Regions from separate parts of the Mus musculus genome. Here regions 2 and 3 are each linked to region 1. The links are chromatin contacts, called in public Hi-C and HiChIP or PLAC-seq maps. All regions are on one chromosome and are shown on one strand. The core of a region is the stretch at or near the end of the contact, and the rest is flanking DNA. Distances in the headings are between cores, read along the strand shown. Region 1 holds the start of Eef1a2 (eukaryotic translation elongation factor 1 alpha 2). Region 2 holds the start of Arfgap1 (ADP-ribosylation factor GTPase activating protein 1). Region 3 holds the start of Stmn3 (stathmin-like 3).

The links. Hi-C and Micro-C count contacts between places; a contact is called where the count stands out from the background. HiChIP or PLAC-seq counts read pairs in DNA pulled down with a chosen protein or histone mark.
Region 2: a contact with region 1 is called in a Hi-C map of cortical neurons, with 2.4 times the contacts expected there. The contact joins the promoter of Arfgap1 here to the promoter of Eef1a2 in region 1. A contact is called at or near these places in 1 of 39 promoter capture datasets (liver), 2 of 484 Hi-C or Micro-C datasets (cortical neurons and nephron progenitors), 6 of 115 datasets of contacts at active chromatin or transcription factors (bone marrow-derived macrophages, embryonic stem cells and microglia) and 2 of 9 other capture datasets (adipose tissue and macrophages).
Region 3: a contact with region 1 is called in an H3K4me3 HiChIP or PLAC-seq map of forebrain, with 2.9 times the contacts expected there. The contact joins the promoter of Stmn3 here to the promoter of Eef1a2 in region 1. A contact is called at or near these places in 12 of 39 promoter capture datasets (the 3T3-L1 cell line, the HPC-7 cell line, Sertoli cells and 7 more), 5 of 484 Hi-C or Micro-C datasets (the N1E-115 cell line, bone marrow-derived macrophages, cerebral cortex and 2 more), 18 of 115 datasets of contacts at active chromatin or transcription factors (the 230-238 cell line, the SCID.adh cell line, SST interneurons and 11 more) and 4 of 9 other capture datasets (adipose tissue, liver, macrophages and 1 more).

The regions. Positions count from the first base shown.
Region 1 is chr2:181,155,269-181,159,206 of GRCm38.p6, reverse strand. It overlaps Eef1a2 (eukaryotic translation elongation factor 1 alpha 2), which reads left to right and starts at 2,192. Exons shown (of 8, transcript NM_007906.3): 1 at 2,192-2,483; 2 at 3,726-3,938. The coding sequence starts at 3,801.
Region 2 is chr2:180,965,049-180,968,986 of GRCm38.p6, reverse strand. It overlaps Arfgap1 (ADP-ribosylation factor GTPase activating protein 1), which reads right to left and starts at 1,762. Exons shown (of 14, transcript NM_145760.3): 1 at 1,658-1,762; 2 at 1,173-1,385.
Region 3 is chr2:181,312,393-181,316,330 of GRCm38.p6, reverse strand. Stmn3 (stathmin-like 3) reads left to right here and starts at 1,831. Exons shown (of 5, transcript NM_009133.3): 1 at 1,831-2,137. The coding sequence starts at 2,119.

The DNA of each region.
Region 1 (3,938 bases), core at 943-3,442:
AGGAAGAATCCTGGTTTCCTGTAGCCTCTCCTTGCTTGCCCTGCCCCACCTCTGGCAGCTTCCCAGGGCCACCGTGACCAGGGCTACTGAAGGAACATGAGTAGTAGCAGAGGTTGTGGCCACAGGTGAAACGCAGGCTTCTGTCTGGAAGTTACACTGTCTTAGTTCTAATGCCTTGAGCTACCCACTGGTGTGGTCTCAGGTGCTGAGCTTAGTTTTGCCCAGTTTCCTCATAGGTTTTGGGGTCCCTGAGCCCTACTTATAGAACCTGATGTTTTTCAGTATTGCAGACTTTATTGCTTAAGTGCTGCTAAGCATGCAATTGAAGAGGATAGAAACCCAAAATTCTGGCAAGGTGCTCAACTAGGCTCTACAGTGGAAGGCAGGAGAACCATCCATAGGCACTTTTTATGGTAGGATCAGGCTGGGGCCCTCAGGACCTAAATGTCCCATAGAAAGCCCCATACCAGCACTACTTCCTGGAGATTCAGTCCCAACTTGGGAGATACATGCAGATTGAAGCAATAGCTGCCCCGTTGCTGGCGCTATTGAGTGCCTGGCCATTGCTCAGTGCTGCTGGCTTAGTGGCTCCTTGGAACAGCTGGCCTCAAGGCCCCCTATCATGTTGGCTGAGTATGTTGTTGCTCAACACTGTTAACCTCTTAAAAATCTGTTTTCTGCCTATTCCCAGGGTCTCTCATACCAACAAAGGCTTCAGGGATTTGCAGTGGAGGCAAAGTATGTCCTAATGACAGGGAGGTACTTTTGACCTGCCTCCTGTAGGTCAATGTATAGGTGTTTCAGGCAGGACATGACCTCTGGTCATTAGGGGTCAGTCCTCTAGATGGGTAAGCTCCTGGCCTTGGGCCTTGCTGGCTCACTGCTGCCCAGATAGACAGAGGAGGCGACTCCAAAGCTAAGGACTAATAGCTATTCACAAAGATGCTGGGTTTTGGACCTCATTATTGAGCCCACTCTACCTCCTGATTTCGAAACCAGGCCCAGTCATCTCCATGCAAGAAGGAAGGCATTCAGGGAGAGATGAGTTGGACAAGTGGGTGGAGTAAATGCTAATGTCTTGCCAGGCGTTTATTTTTAATTCCTGGCTCCCAGTTGACGGTCTCAGCAGTCTTCAAAAGTGCCAAGTCATCTGAGAGCCCTGCCTAGCCTCTGGCTGCCCTCTGCTAGACAGACCCTCATTAGGCTTCACCTTACTCTCTCTTCATACTTGATAGCTGCCCTAATTGGGCACCCATCTCCAGGGTCCCCTAACAGGCGCTCTCAGTAGGAGGTGCTGGGCCCTGACCTGGGCCTTCTATGTCTAGATCTACTCTACACCAGGGTAGAAGGAATAGGCACAGGCCTGCTGTCAGTCAGCATAAATACTCAAGGAACCTTTGCTTCCTACTTGCAACCACAAAGACTGGTTGGGTTAGGACAGGTGGCAGTATTGGAAAACGGGAATGTCTGGGTCAAATGACAAGATAGGCACCTCTGAAGAAGCCCCTGGTGATACACGGTGGCCACAACCCCCTTAAGGTCTATTTGGGATATCCTAATCTTTCTAGAAATCTCAAGGGCTCCCTGCTTCCTACCAATGGAGCCTGAAGGAGAGTGGGGATCTGAACCCTGTTTGGATGTTCTTGGTGACCTTAGCTAAGACCATCTGAGAACGGGCTTTGTAAATTCCCTACACCTAAGGGAATAGGTAGACAAAAACCTCTTTCCAGGGCTTCATAAGAAGGTTGGGCTGCGGGCTGGACTGGCTGATTGCCTCAAGGGCCTGTCATGTAGGGTCCATGTGAGTAAGCACTTGTGCTAGGGGTGGTGGGGATCGTGGAAAACCTCTGGAAACTGAGCTTCATGTTCACCGGGACTCAACCATGAGCAGGGCCAGCAATGGATGCCCACATCAAGGCTTGCAGGGATCTTGACCTGGGCTTGGGCCTCTTCTCTCCTAGTCTACTTGCTGGTTCCCTATTGTGTTCCACCTTCCTGGGGACATCTTTATGTTGGATGTACCTTTTTTTTCCCCCCTGCTCTCCAGCAACCACTGTCTCTGCTACCCCAGTTCTCTCTACTGTTTCTTTCGCTTCTCTCCATCCCTGCCCCTCCTTTCCTGGCTCTGTTTCCCTGCCCCCACCTCTGCGCGCTGCACCGCCCTTTTGCCTGTTTTTCTCTCCTGGTCTGCGTTCTCGCTCACTGGTTCTCTCCCTCGCTCCGGTGCATCATTGCAGCTGCGTCCTCTCGGATCCTCATTACGCCGGCCCGCGTCCGTGGGTGCGCGGCCCCTGCGTCCACGCATCTTTCGCATCCCATCTGCCAGCCGCTCGGCGCCCGCCTCCCCCCTCCGGTACCGCATTGCCGTACTGCAGGGGCGCAGTGCATTGCGCCGGCACCGTCAATAGGTGGACCCCCTCCTGGAGAGATAAAACCGCCGGCGCCGGCGCCACCAGTCCTTCTGACTGAGTCCTCGGCTCTGGGTAAGGACGCACATCCCGGTCTGAGACCCTTGCTTAGGTTTTCAATCAGGGTTCGCTTCTCTGGGAACCCAGCCCGGGGAAGAGGGGAATATGCGGCACCTAGCTGGGCTGCACCCCTGGGCTGGGGGTGGAGGGAGGCTGTCTCTAGACTGGGCATGGTGGGTCCCCGTGGCAGTCGGGTAGTGAGTCCCTTAGGCAATTGTGACAGTGGAGGGGGGCCTTCTCCTGAAACCTGCCATCATGCTGTCACCTTGACCTTGGGGCTTGTCTGGGCTCTGCTGGGCTTGACAGGCTGGTCGGTGAAAGTGCTGGCGCGGTGGTTTGGGGCCCTGGGGATGTCCGTGATTTGTCAGAGTAGGGCGGGGGAGGTGGTGAAATCTGAGGACCCCTATCGCGTCCTATGTGGCTCCCACCCTCGGATGCACCCCCCACCCCAACAGGCCTGAGCTTCTCGGTTGACCTCTGAGATGCGCGGGTACTGAGACACAGGACCTGGACTGGATAGTAGGGGAGAGGGTCAGGGCATCTCTGAGGGCACTTGCTGAGCTGGGCCAGGTGGGATTTTTATTTCTCTGGCTAGAACAGGACATTCACCTCTCGGCCCTCATGGCTGCCCCTTGCCTGTGGGGAGGGCCTGAGCTATTCTGGGCCTATGCCTGGGTACCATCCAGCTGTCTCCTCTGCCAGCCTGTGGGCAGAGGGAGGAAGATGGCGCCCTTGCCCGTGGAGGGGCTGAGGAGTGCTGGCCTTCTCTTCATGGTGGCAGCAGATGGGGGTAGGGCAGTGTCCCTCCCTGGTGTGTGTGTGTGTGTGTGTGTGTGTGTGTGAAGGGGGGGGTGGCATCGAGGACAGGAAGGACAATGCACCCTAGAGCTGGGCACAGTGACTCATCACAGGGCTCCTGGCTGCTCCAGAGCTTCACTCAGTCTGCTGCTCTGTGATGTCCAGACCTGATTAACCCTTCCCTAAGGAATTTGCCTCCAAATCACCTTCCCAAACACTTACACACTAACGGAGCATTTGGGCTAAGGTATAGGGTAGAGAAACAGGTGGCTTATGAATGAAATGTGGCTGAATGGGGTTAGGACAGGGTTGGGGGGGGGTGTCGTTCTTCCCTATTCTGGCTCAGGAGAAGACTGGGTCAGGGCAAGCTCCCAAACAATACAAGAATGGCGCGGGTACCTCTGCTGGACTCTCTTTGGGCCCCTTAATCACTTGTTTCCCTCGTCCCTGACTCCACAGAGTTCCTGCCCAGCATATACCCTCAACCCCAAACCAGAGCCCCCACAGTGCCAGCCCCTCCCTCACCCAGGCAGAATGGGCAAGGAGAAGACACACATCAACATTGTGGTCATTGGCCACGTGGACTCAGGCAAGTCCACCACGACAGGCCACCTCATCTACAAGTGTGGTGGCATCGACAAGCGGACCATCGAGAAGTTTGAGAAGGAGGCA
Region 2 (3,938 bases), core at 513-3,012, 190 kb after region 1:
GACAGGGTCTCTACACATAGCTCACTGTGCAGACCAGGCTGGCCCAAAACTCACAGAGATCTGCCTGCCTCTGCCTCCCAAGTGCTGGGATCAAAGGTGGTGCCACCATGCCTGACTTGGTTTGGATTTAAGAAACTCTTCCTGTGTGGTAAACTTTGGATATTGGAGAGAAGTTAGGGTTTGGTCTGGGGTTTTTTGTTTTTTCAAGACAGGGTTTTTCTGTGTAGCCCTGGCTGTCCTGGAACTCACTCTGTAGACCAGGCTAGCCTCGAACTCAGAAATCTGCCTGCCTCTGCCTCCCAAGTGCGGGGAACAAAGGCATGCTCCACCACTTACTTCCCTGCTCAAATTAATCATCTTAAATGTTGCTTAATAACATGAAAATAAGTATCTCTCAGTTTAACCAGCCTAAAGAAGGCCTCAAGAATCCTTTTTTTTTTTTTTTTAAGATTTCTTTCTTGGGTGGGCTCACAAGTGCATGCCTAGAAGCCTAGAAGGTGGGAGCTGAGTATCTCCTTCCTCCAAGTGAGTACCAGGATCAAACTCAGGTAGTCAGGCTTTGTGGCAAGCACCCCTACCTGGTATCCATATCACCCACCCTTAAGAATTCTTAATAGCTGAAATGAAAAAAAAAACAACAAAATACTCTTCCTTCAGGCAGACATACCTAGTAGATAATGAAGCAAATAAGGATTTCAAACTTTAGTGAGCTACATGTCACACTAGAGAACATTTGCTTCTTAAATGGGACGTGATGTACATCTGAGGTCAAAGGGGACATCTAGGGACATAGCTTGGCCCTAAGGCTACACAGTATGGGTGACCAAAAACCGTTCAGAGAACACAAAGAACCCATGTCTAAGTTATGCTTCTTCACTCTGAAGAACAGACGATATCAGATCATCACCTCGTCCAGAACTATAGTTAGGGCTTCAATGCTCTAAACATTGCACAGCTATGGAACAGTGTATATTACTTCTGACTTGTGGGTGCCTTAAGAGTGCAAATACAGTATATTCTATTGCCAGGTACAATTGAGAAAAAGTTTAGAAGCTTGATCCTGTGGGGGTCTGTTGTTGAGATGTTTTGTTTTTCCTCCTTCCGCAGAGGACTCACTTCAGAGACCAAGAAGGGAAAAATCAAACAAACTGAGGTTAGAAAACCTGGCTTACCGGCACCTCTGGACAGAATCTTCTTTCGAAGTGAAGGGCTGAGGCCCTTTCCCGACAAAGTGGGCAGTGCAGAACCAGTCTGCGTCCAAGACTGCTCGGGACCAGAGCGCTGAGGGGCCACGTAGGTCCCTGCAACCGCTAGGCTGAAGGGCGGTAAAGCTCACAGGCCGGGAGGCAGGGGAGGGGGGGTCTGGACGGCCGCACACTGGGATCCTGGAGTTTGGGGTCCGAGGAACAAAAACGTCACGGGTCGAAGGACTGGAGAACCCGGGGCCAGGAAGCTGGGAAATGGGAGGTACGCGGGAGGCACCGGGGAGTAAGTCAGGGCTGAAGACCGGGGGCGTCGGACAGTCACGGTATTGGGGGACCAGGGGCCTAGGGCTGCAGAATCGAGGATTACAGGGCCAGGAACTGGGTGATCTGAGAGCCGGAAGGGCAAGGAACTGAGGGTCCGCGGATGCCCGGTGTCCTGGCCGCAAACTCACCTGCTGCCCCCAGGAGGTCGGGTCCGGCCGAGGTGCCAAGCTGGACTAGGCGCTCAGATCCCCCCACCAGCCGCCAGCAGCTTCCGGCTACGTCGCGCTTTGCAAGGGCTCATGGGAGGCCTCCGAGGCGGTACTTCCGCCTCTGTGCGCGAGCCCGAGGCGAGGCTTCTTTTCCGGTCTGTCTAAACCTTCGGCTGAGCGCCAGGTTTGCAGGGTTGCCTCTGCGTGGGCAGTGCGGCAGGGCAGCGCAGATGGATCCGGGCTGCGCTATCTCCAGCGGGATTCTAGGGCGTCCACGGTCTCGACCAAGCCCGGGAACAAGGGACTTCCCGTGGCTTCTGTCAACTCGAACTCCGACCCGTGGTTTAAAATAGACTTGGGCAAGCAGTTCTGGTCAAATCAATGTATTTAGTAGCCGGCGGGTTTTAGTTTTGTGTTCACTTTGGGCCGCCCTGTGTCACTAATTCCTTCCTCATTGGCCTTTTGACGGTTTTGCTTGGGCTTTTTATTTTTATTTACTTGTTTGTTTATTTATTTTTTAAGAGACTGGGTTTCTCTGTGTAGCCCTGGCTGCCCTGGAGCTAGCTGGCTTCCAACTCTAAGATCCGCCTGCTTCTGCCCCCCCGAGTGGATCAAAAGATGTGAGCCATCGCCGCCCGGCTCGTTTGACTTTCAAATTGGCCAAAAGTCAATGTTTTATTGAGGTCAAATCAAACGTACCTGCATCGAAACTTACCGTGAGGCATTTTATCAAATTCAGATCCATACAGTTGGGACCTCAAGGGACAGTGGATCCCTTTCTCCATCCACTGTTGGAGTTTCTTTCACAGGTTTAGAGCTTTGTGTAAAGAGAGAAACAAAAAACGTAGCCTTAAGTCACTTAACCACAGCCTGATATTGTTATTTGAGATAGACTTTCACATCATAGCCTAATTTAGCCTGGAACTCGATTCAGCCTCCTGAGTTCTGGAATTATAGACACCCCACCTAGCTTCATAACATGGCATTTCTGTTTTTGTGAGAAAGGCTCTTATGTATACCAGGATGTTCCAGAACTCATACCTGCCCTCTGCAGGCTAACGTAGTGGCCAAATGCAGGGGACAGGAAGCTTACTAAGAACATAAGTGGCAAATTCCTTAATTGCAGCACTGGGGAGGCAGACAGGTCTCTGACTTCCAGGCCAGCCTGGTCTACAGAGTGAGTGCCAGGCCAACCTGGGCTATACAAAGAAATCCTACCTTTACAAACAAAAGAACAAAATCTAAGCCAGATATAATGGCTCAACCTTCCACCTCCTATAAACTTAAACACATACACATAACCATGTGAAGCCCAGGGCATAAGAAAATGGTGGCTGGAACCTCCGGTAAGGGTTCTGTGATTCTACTTTTATCATGAGGATGTGTTAATGGCCTCACCACCACTACCACACATCTAGCCATTGTTGGGCTGCTTTGCTTATTTTTTTTTTTTTCTGGCTGAGGGCAGCCATGGTGACTGTGCCTCTCAGTGGTGATGATCATGTCATGCTCAGATGACACTACAACATAAATAACAGAAAAGTAGTCAAGGCCTTGAGCTCAGACCCTCGATGTGGCCCAGCATGGTCCAAACGGTTCCTTGGCTCCCAGGGAAGGTAGCAGGGAGGAAACAGCTAGACCTACACAAGCTAGGTGTGTTGAAGTACATTTTGTACATGTGAGCTTGTGAAGGTATGTATGTACTTGTTCATACATATGTAAATGCATGCCTGCGTGTATATGCACTTGGTGTGTAGGTCAGTATTACATGTGTGTGGTGTGTGGGCGCTGTAAGTCTAATATCTCATTACCAGGCTCATAGGACTCTGGTTCACCACACTTCATCTATATAGAGATAATAGTTATGGCTTGTGCTGAGGGCAGATGCTTCTTCAGGACCATTGTGTAAAACAGGCCATGCTATCTATGTATACATTGCACAGCTACCCAAGACACAACCTAGGGCGTGGGACTAACATTTCAGGGTTCTGTGGCAGACAGAAGTGCAGATCTGGGCTTCTCTCCCACCCATAGCCTTCAGGTCAAGCTGGCTGAAACGCTGCTTGGCAGGTAAGAGCAAGCAGACCGGACCTATAGCTCATCTGGAAGCATCTTGGCCAGCGTAGTTTGTGGTTCTCAGCCTTTACTCACCTTGATTAAGACATCTCAGCTGGGCAGTGATGGCACACGCCTTTAATCCCAGCACTTGGGAGGCAGAAGGAGGCAGATTTCAAAGCCAGCCTGGTCTACAAAGTGAGTT
Region 3 (3,938 bases), core at 582-3,081, 160 kb before region 1:
GTTCAGTTCCCAGCATCTACACTGGACAGAATACAACCACCTTTAACTACAACTTCAAGTGATTTGATGTCCCTTTTGGCCTCCACAGGCACCTGTATACACACACACACACACACACACACACACACACACAGGAAGAGAGAGAGAATAAAACAAATCTTTAGGGAAAGGGGGGCTCCTATTTATTTGGGCCCACTGGATATTCCCTTTCTATGTCTTTTAATCCACACAATGCAATTTAATCCCAACTGTCAGATACATAGGCCCAGGCTCAGGTATACATTACTAGGTGCAAGGTTATATGCAATGCTAATAGGATGGCTCCATGTACACCTGGTCCTTAGGTTTGCCCCTGACTTTTGCCTTTGTAAGCTGCCTCCTCTTCCTAAAGTCTTGGAGGATTTTCAGAATTTTACTTCTAGCCTTATGAGTTAAATGTTTGTGAAACAAGCCATTTTTGTCTAGATTTCAGTGACTCCATCTCAAAAGTGGATGAGATAGCCCATTAGATATTAGGCTGTCTTGTCAGGAAAGGCAAATCATGTGCTCCCTACTTGTCCCAGTAAGCCTTAATGTCACCTTAGCACAGCCTAGAGTCACACAAGAAAGGGATTTCAACTGAGGAATTTCCTGGATCAAAATTTACCTGTGCCCATGTCTTTGGGGGGACTGTCTTGATTGTTCATTGCTGGGCAGTACACTCCTAGGCAGCTTGTTACCTAAACTTTTTTTTTTTTTTTTTTGAGACAGGGTTTCTCTGTGTAGCCCTGGCTGTCTTGGAACTCACTCTGTAGACCAGGCTGGCCTCGAACTCAGAAATCCACCTGCCTCTGCCTCCCAAGTGCTGGGCTTAAAGGTGTGCACCACCACCACCCGGCTTACCTAAACTATTTAGGAAGGCCAGAGAAACATAAGCCTGTTTGTGAGCCAGAGAGCAGCACTTCTCCGTGGTTCCTGCTACATTTCCGTAAAAGTGACTAGGTTTCTTGGTCAGAGGTAATGCTTTATGGCTTAGCAAGCAGACCTGATTTCAAGTTCCTGCCTTGACTTCCCTCAATGATGGGTTGTAACCTGTAAAATGAAATAAATTCTTCCCCTCATGTTGCATTGATGAAGCTTATTTCCCGTCGGGGTCTCACTATGTAGTCTTGGCTGGCCTAGAACTCACAGAGATCCTCTTGCTTCTGTCTCTCAAGTACTGGAATGAAAGATATGTACTACCATTCCCAGCCCTTGACCAAAACATTTTATTACTCCAGGGATGAAAATAGAACACATATGCATGTATACACTCAACCCTAGCAAATCTCTCTTCTGTCTTCTGGAGTCTGACACTATGGCTCCATCTTATACCAAAGAAGCAAAGGCCCAGAGAGGTTAGGAACTCTTTCTCCATCAGATAGAGAATGTGAGAGCTGGTGCTAGAACCTGACTCAAGGTCACATCAAATCCCAGTCATAGGCCTTACCACACCCTTATTTAACCAGAACCTGCTCACTCTCTGGACAGAGTTACCCCAGATATTCTTGTAGGACAGTGTCACCCTTTGCAAACCAGTGAATCCCTTCCTTTCAGTACTTAACAGGGGCTTAGAAGTCATCCACCCTCTAGCAGCCTCTGTCACCCACCCTGACTATGAGACAAGCCCATACTCTGGCCCTTCTCCTTCCGTGCCTATTCTGGGGAATGAGTCTTATCTCCACATTCTCTAAGATACACAAAGCCATATTACAGGAGTGTCATCCATGGCTGCGGCAGATGAAATATAGGCCTCTTACTGCATCGTTTTACTTCTCTCCCTCCATCTCCTCCCACTGTCTTGTCTTTGATAGTTGCTGCCAGCGTTTGTTCGTCCACTGTCTGTCGGATCTGTCTCTCTCTCCCTCTTCTCTCTCCTTCTCCCTCCCTCCCGCCCTTCCTCTCTCCTTTCCTCTCTTTCTTCCTCTCCCCTCCCCTTCCTTCCACCCCCACTCCTCCATCCATCCCTCGCTCCCTCCCCCTCTTGCCGCGCCCGCCCTTCCTCCCTCCCCTCCACAGCATTGCAGCATTCGCAGACTGCAGCTCCCAGACACCGCCCGCATCCCTCCGGCCTCCGAAGCCCCAGCCGCCGCCAGCACCATGGCCAGCACCGTATCTGGTAGGGCTCGGGAGCCTAGGGGATCATGGGACCGCAGTGGGTCTTACCAGAGGCCATTGTCTAAGCAGAGGCCTCGCCTGATGCAGTAGCAAGTTACTGGCTCCGTTTTCCTGTGTCGGACCTTGTGCAAGGCGAGGCTGGGCTGGCCCTGCAAGAAGGGGGGTCCAGAGTTCTTAAGGGGTGGAAGGGGACTCAAGTGCGGAGGAGATGCTACTGGACGCGGGGTAGGAGCCGCGCCCTAGACAGGGTTGAATGAAACCGGGCTCCCCGGGGCATTACCCCTTCAGGCGCTGGGGTGCGGGGCCAAGGTGCAACTGCCGCAGAGCGGCTTTGCGGATTCTATGCCTGCGAACAAGAGTGCCTGCAGTTCGGCTAGCAGGTCCCCTAAGGCTCCAGCTACCTTGGGTTTCAGTGTCATTGAGTCTTCGTAGGGGGCTGAGGGGGAGGTGGAACCCTCCATAGAAGCCTGGACCTTGGTCCCTGAGAAATGGGGGAGGGGCGCAGGGACACAGGAGGGGACCTCTCAACCGCGCGGAGAGAGACTGGAGCCTGCGACAAGCGAGGCTTCCTCGCCTCCATTCCCCACTGTGACCGTTGTACAGGGGGACCACCCTCTGCGATGCTAGGGCCACCGGCTCCAGCCAGAAGAACCTCCGCCCTTTGCGCCACTGGGTATAAGTGGAGAGGCTACTGCATTTCCAAACCTTTCCGGGGTATGGGTGGGGTCTGCTTTCATAGGAAGCCTCCCACACCTCAGACTGCATAGAGGGTCGAACCGAGGCGGAGGAAAGGACACTAGCAGTGTACTAGGTCCCTGCATGGTTGCGGCGGCTCCACTCTTGACCTGAGAGGCTAAAGCTGGACAGCCCCGCCCAGTCCCTAGTCTCAGCAGGGTTTTTTTTTTTTTTTTTTTTTCTTCTGGGTGCCTGAGACTGCAGGACGCATGACACCCACCTCCTGACCTTGGTTTCCTCTAAGAGCCTCATGGTCTTGCTGCCTTACCTTCTCTCAGCCCAGAAGGCTGATCTCGGTCAAATAGGTCAATGCATGGTTCTCCCTGGCTTTGGCCCCAGGTACAAACTCCACCCATCACACGGTCCCTCCCTGAAGCCGCCCCTTAAGGCCAGAGATTTTCAGTACCAGCCAAGGAGGGGCCCACATGTGTAAAAGACACTTTAAGCACCAGCTCCAAAACCGTGGCTCAAACCTTACCTTTGTACTATAGCCAGACCTGGCCCCCTTTCCATCAGCCCTGGGGAAGCGTCTTCCTCTTGCTTAATGTCTCTCACATACCAGTTTCTTATGAGTTATCCTGTCCTCTCCAAAATGCTCACCTTCCTGCAGCCAGATCACAGATCAGGCCTGTCCCCAGGCCCTGCCAGTGGTCACTTGTCTTATCTGTTCCCCGGGGATCTGTCGTCCCAGAAGAAAGCTCCCCATTGTCTATCAAAATAAGCGAAACCATACCAAGGAATATGTCCATGACCACCAGACACTGCCCCTGACTGCAGCTACAACATATGGTACCTCACTTGCCAGTTGAACACTTGGGTTTCCTGCTTTGACATCAGGAATCTCTGACCTACCTGGACAGCACCCTGCCCTTCTCTTCAGGTACTCACTCCTGCTGGGCTGGTACTGCTCCCTGAATTTCTGACAGCATCCCCCATGCTGAGGTGATAGTTACCTGGAAGACAGCCTCCTGGTACTGCTTATTAATTGGATGCTATCTGCTATAAACCTGCAGTACTTTCCTGGTGAATGTTTCACCATCAAGCCAAAATGGCCTTTGAGCAACTGT